Regions from separate parts of the Sus scrofa genome. Here region 2 is linked to region 1. Evidence: chromatin contacts called from public HiChIP or PLAC-seq data. All regions are on one chromosome and are shown on one strand. Each heading gives the region's core, a stretch centred on a gene start, on an enhancer-like site or on the middle of the called end of the contact. The rest is flanking DNA. Distances are from core to core; before and after follow the strand shown. Region 1 overlaps TRAM2 (translocating chain-associated membrane protein 2). Region 2 overlaps LOC110261540 (a long non-coding RNA gene).

The links. HiChIP or PLAC-seq counts read pairs in DNA pulled down with a chosen protein or histone mark.
Region 2: a contact with region 1 is called in an H3K27ac HiChIP or PLAC-seq map of alveolar macrophages. The contact joins two enhancer-like sites. A contact is called at or near these places in 4 of 47 Hi-C or Micro-C datasets (embryonic fibroblasts and liver) and 1 of 2 datasets of contacts at active chromatin or transcription factors (alveolar macrophages).

What each region holds. Positions count from the first base shown.
Region 1 is chr7:46,341,644-46,344,717 of Sscrofa11.1, forward strand. The region is part of intron 2 of TRAM2 (translocating chain-associated membrane protein 2); the gene reads right to left. Among named protein-coding and RNA genes, the nearest start is that of TRAM2, 64 kb to the right of the region's middle. Within about 2 kb of position 1,713, at least 31 of the 83 cell types and tissues checked have an H3K27ac peak or open chromatin away from gene starts, as enhancers often do. A contact at or near this core is called in alveolar macrophages, where this site is marked.
Region 2 is chr7:46,429,327-46,432,182 of Sscrofa11.1, forward strand. All of the region lies in intron 2 of LOC110261540 (a long non-coding RNA gene), which reads right to left. Among named protein-coding and RNA genes, the nearest start is that of TRAM2, 24 kb to the left of the region's middle. Within about 2 kb of position 1,440, at least 9 of the 83 cell types and tissues checked have an H3K27ac peak or open chromatin away from gene starts, as enhancers often do. A contact at or near this core is called in alveolar macrophages, where this site is marked.

The sequences.
Region 1 (3,074 bases), core at 463-2,962:
TCTGGACCCGGCCCGTGGAGGCGCCAGTGGGAGAACCAAGCACATGGCACATCCTGGCCTGGGCAGGAGGGCACAGTGGCTGCAGCCAGGGGTTGGAGACCGCCAATCTACATTGCTCCCCGGCTGTGTGACCATGGGAGAGGGACCAACCTCTCTGAGTTACTATCTCCCTATGCCCCTCCCAACCCAGAAAAAAGGGACTGCAGTTACACTTCATCAGGGATGCATGGTACAGCGTTGTGTGTGGACACAGAAGCCTGAGGTTGTGTCAAAGCTCTGGCATGTATCCTCCACCCTCTTTTTAAAAAATTTGAGGAATAGGAGTTCCCATCTTGGCTCAGTAGTTAACGAATCCAACTAGGAACCATGAGGTTGCAGGTTCGATCCCTGACCTTGCTCAGAGGGTTAAGGATCCAGCGTTGCCATGAGCTGTGGTATAGGTTGCAGACGCGGCTCGGATCCTGCGTTGCTGTGGCTGTGGTGTAGGCCAGTGGCTACAGCTCTGATTCGACCCCTAGCCTGGGAATCTCCATATGCCGTGGAAATGGCCCAAGAAAGGGCAAAAAGACCCCCCCCCTAAAAAAAAAGAGGTATGGCTGATCTATAATATTGCGCTAGTTTTGAGTGTACAGCAAAGTGATTCAGTTTTATATACATATTTTTTCAGATTATTTTCCATTATAGGTTATTGTAAGATATTGAATATAGTTCCCTGTGCTATGCAGTAAATTTCTGTTGTTTATTTTATATAGTTTATATCTGCTAATCCCATACTCCCAATTTATCCTTCCTCCTCTTTCTCCTTTGATAACCATAAGTTTGTTTTCTATGTCTGTGAGTCTATTTCTGGTTTGTAAATAGATTCAATTTTATTATTTTTTAGATTTCACATAAAAGTGATATATTTTTCTGTCTTACTTCACTCAGTATGATAATCTCTAGGTCCATCCATGTTGCTGCAAACGACATTATTTCATTCTTTTTTATGGGTGAGTAGTATTCCATTACTATGTCCCATTACATAGTACCCCCCTGACACACACAATCTTCTTTATCCAGAAAAAAAAAGATGAAAACTCTAATGGGAAAAGATATATACACCCCAATATTCACAGCAGCACTATTTACAACAGCCAAGACATGAAAGCAACCTAAGTGTCCATTGACAGATGAATAGATAAAGAAGATGTCACTTATTTCCCATGTGACTCTGGAGCACCTCTACGGGTGACCTTTCTGTGCCTCAGATTCCTCATCTGTAAAATGAAGAGAATAGCAGTTCCTGTCCTGTAAGGTTATAGTGAGAATCAGATGACTTAAAAAAATGCAAAGGGCTTAGAATAGTAACTGATACAAAGTAAGTGCTATGTATGTATTTGCTATTACTCTGCTCGTTGTCGGGCTACTATGAGGATTAAATGAGATAATCTGTATGCAAGATACTTATCACAGTGTCTAAACCATGGTACAGCATGCACTATATGGTAGTTTATTAAAATATTACTAGTAATAAATGAGATGGAACCCCAGATACCCAAGTCTTGCAAAGCTTTGCTCTTGCAGCCTTTCTCTCCTCGGACAGAGGAGGCCTCATGCCTCTGTTCCAGCTGGCAGGCCCCAGGGCTGCAGGAGCTCAGGATGCAGGCCTGGATCCCTGGTGCTCTGTGGACACCCTCCCCCGAGCAGACACCCTGGCCGCCTTTCCAGCTGTGCTGCCTTCGTGCTGAGTCACACACTCATGAGTCATCTCGCTTTGCTGGGATGGCAGTCCAGGGTGGGTGAGTTTCAGGGTGGCTGCAGCGTGAAGGAGAGCTGGGAGTCATCCCGCGACCCCACCACCCTGGAGATGGAGACTGTGCTGGTGGCCAGTGGCGGTGGAGGGGCAGGGAGGACGTGGAGCACATGAACCTTGAGATCAAACTGTCCTTTTTCCTCTCCCTCCTCGCTTCCTCAAAGACCCCGCTCTGTGAGAGGCACTGGGCTGGACTGTTGACACATGGAGACAAAAGACACTGCCCCAGCTTCAGAGAGCCCAGACCGGCTGGGAGACTGACAAATGTACAATGACCTACATTCGGGCAGCCAGGCTTGTGATACCAAGAGGTAAATGCAGCCACACAGCGTGCTAGGCGAGGGAGGGCCTGATTCCAGCTGAGGCAGAGGAGGTGGGGTGGCTCATCAGGGGAAACAGGATGATAGCGAAACTTGGGAACAAGTAGGGGTTAGTCAGGTGGGCAAGAGGTCCTGGGCAGAGGAGACAGCACCAGCAAAGGATGCACTGCAAAGGATGCAATGCTGTAGGCAGGCATGTGAAAGGGCGTGGACTTTATCCTGAAGGCAACGTGGAAACATCGAAGACCTCAAACTCAAGAGGGAAATGATGAAATTTGGGTTCTGGAACATTTACTCTGGCAGCAGTGAACATCATGGGGCCTGGAGGGAGATACCAGTGATGCAGGTAGGAACTACGGGGACCTAAATTAAAGCCGGCGGGGGGGGGGCATCAGCCACAGAGGCCTGGTGAGACTAGGCGACTGACCCGTGAGGGGGCTGAGACCTGGGAGGAGGGTCAGCACTGAGGACCAGAGGAGACACAGGAGCAGGGAAAGTGGGGGGCACGTGGGAAAGCCTCTCCTCCCTGCCGTTCCATGGTGAGGCCAGCATTGCCCTTTCCCTGCCTTCTTCGTAAGGGAGGATCAAAGAAGAGTTAGAAGGCAGCATTTTCTGAAACTGTAAAATAGCTAAAACACGCCAAGTTTCGCCATCAACACCAGCATTATGAGGCAAAACGAGATTTATATTCAAACAGGCACTGTCCAGAAGTAGTGAAACAACCTGTGTCAAGACTTGGGATTATCCACCTTAGAGCCTCTTCAAGTCACCTCCATTCTTCACCCCAATACTATGATTTCGAATAGACAAGACGAGAGCCTTAAATCTCATCAGCAAAGACTCAAATCCTTTGCTGATGAGCGCTCCATGCATGTTTGTTCATCCACCAGCAAAACACATGCAGGGCTCCATGCTGGGTGCTGGGGGAACGGCAGAGAGAGAGGTGGGCATGGCCCTACCTT
Region 2 (2,856 bases), core at 190-2,689, 87 kb after region 1:
GATCCTTAACCCACTGAGCAAGGCCAGGGATGGAACATACAGCCTCATGGTTCCGTACGTTAACCACTGAGCCACGACGGGAACTCCAGCACTTTTTCTTTTGTAGTGATCTGTAAAATGGTGATGTAGCTTCCAACTGAAGGCATCCCAGGTTTGAGGAAGTAAGTAGCATTTTTCAGGTTTGTGCTCTAGAAGCCTGGCCAGAGACTGGGAAGCTGTGAGCTTATTCTCTGAGTCTCTTCCTCCCAATTAGGCCTGGGTCCTGGTGTAGTGGAGGTGATCTCTGGAGGCCTTTATGTCCCTCCGATTGCACACAGGTGATATTTAAAATGCCTAATGACCAAAAAAATTGTTTAAAAATGAGTTCCCATTGTGGCTTAGTGGGTTAAGGACCTGACGTTGTCTCGATGAGGATGAGGATTCGATTCCTGGCCTCACTCAATGGGTTAAGGATCCAGGATTGCTGTGAGCTGTGGTGTAGGTTGCAGACAAGGCTTGGATCGGGCGTTGCTGCGGCTGTGGTATAGGCCATCAAGTGCAGCTCCAATTTGACCCTTAGCCTGGAAACCTCCATATGCCACAGGTGCGGCCATAAAAAGAAAAAAAACAAACTTAAAACGTTTAATCACCAGACCAACTGAAACAGAAGACGGCTGAAAACCACTAACGTATCTGTCCTGGAGCTTACATCATCCCCACCCTGGCTGTGGTACTCCTTCCAAAGTTTATGGACCCTTTCCAGCACACTTGGAGAACTTGGCCTGTCACCCAGTCCCAGGGGAAAATCCCTAACTGGATTAAGCCAGCAGTTATCTCAGTTTCCTTTGCCTTTACTGGCTTAAGGGGTGGGCATGTATATTGGTTTACTATCGCTGCTGTAACAAATGACTAGAGCTTTACCATAAAACAACACAAATTTAGTGTCTTATGGTTGCGTAGGTCAGAAGTCATGTACAGATCTCCTTGGGTGTCTCCTAAGTTGTGTGCAGGGCTGAGTTCCTTTCTGGAGCTTCTAGGGGAGAATTGGTTTCTTTGCTGTCTCTGAAATGGATAGAATTCATTTCCTTGTAGCTGTAAGACTGAGGTCCCTGGCTCTCAGCTGGGGGCCTCTATTAGCATCTAGTGGCCACTCTCCAGGTCTTAGGCACAGCCCCTTCACTTTCAGAACCAGTGACAATTCCCCCCTCACGTCACCATCTCCATCAACTGGCTGGGTTTATGTGATTACACTGAACACCTCAGATAATCCAGGAGAGCCTCCCCATCTCTAGGGTCTACCCTTAATAACATCTGTAAGGTCCCTGTTGCCATGTAAGGTAGCAACTTCAGAGGCTCCAGGCGCCAAGAGTGTGAGCATTTTTGGAGGCTACTGTCTGCCTCTGGTGCATGACCCACTCTGGCCAAGAGACAAGAGGAAGTCTGCTGCAACTCGGGGAAGGATTTTGCTTCCTGACTTGGTGGCTTTTGCCACCCTCATCTGCTTTGACTGAGGGACTGTGAGCTGTGTCAGCCATTGTACCTCGCCAGGCATCAACTCCAAGAAAAAAATCAGACACGCTGAGAATGGCAGTGAGAGTATCAGAATGAAAAGAGAGAGAATGTTTAGCCATTTGATGACAATGTTGAGCCACTGAACCAGCCTAGACTCTTGAACCTTATTCCTGCTGGTCCCCTCTGTAGGGCTGGGTGAGGCCCCTCTATTTCCAGTTGTGGCTGGGGATTAGTCCAGATGGTCCACAGTCCTTAATGCTGCTGGCCAGACTTGACCTCCTGGTGGAGATGATTGTCTGAATGATGCCTGAACTTGCTGTAACTTTCACACTTAATGACTTGGACCACGAGCCTCCCTCACAGCAGCTCTGTCTCCCCAGCTTTGCCCCAGAAAGTCTCAGCTTTTCCCTCCCTAATAATCCTGCATTTCCAGGATCACAAACTACCTTCAATTTGCCCAGCTTGATGTTTCTGGTGTATCTTAATATCCAGACATCCTAGACTGCTGGCCATTCTCTGACTGGTCCTACCACTTTCATGCTGCTACACCATTCCTCATGCTGGTCCCTCACTCAGAAATGCCTTTCTGACACATGCACTGCATACTCACTGCAGCATTATTCACAATAGCCAAGACATGGAAACAACCTGAACGTCCATCGACAGAAGATTGGATTAGGAAGATGTGGTATATATACACAATGGAATACTACTCAGCCATAAAACAGAAAAAATAATGCCATTTGCAGCAACATGGATGGAACTAGAGACTCTTATACTCAGTGAAGTAAGTCAGAAAGAGAAAGACAAATACCATTTGATATCATTTATAGCTGGAATTTTATATATGGCACAAAGGTAACTTTCCACAGAAAAAAACTCATGGACTTGGAGAATAGACTTGTGGTTGCCAAGGGAGAGGGGGAGGGGGAGGGAGTGGGAAGGATTGGGAACTTGGGGTTACTAGATGCAGACTATTGTCTTTGGAATGGAAAAGCAATGATATCCTGCTGTGTAGCCCTGGGAACTATGTCTCATCACTTATGATGGAGCGTGATAATGGGAGAAAAAAGAATGTATACATGTATGTGTAACTGGGTCACCATGCTGCACAGCAGAATATTGAAAGAACACTATAAACCAGCTATAGTGAAAAAAAATCATTATATTAAAATAAAATAAAATCTACATTTTAAAACAAACAAAAAAGAAATGCCTTTCCACACTCTTATATCTTCACCATTAAATCCTTGTGACCATCCATGATGCTCTTATTCCCATTTGGCAAAAGATTCAAAATATTAGGTAACTTATTTAAGGTGACCTAGCCAGTAAATGGCAGAACTGGGATGCTGATGTAAGCCT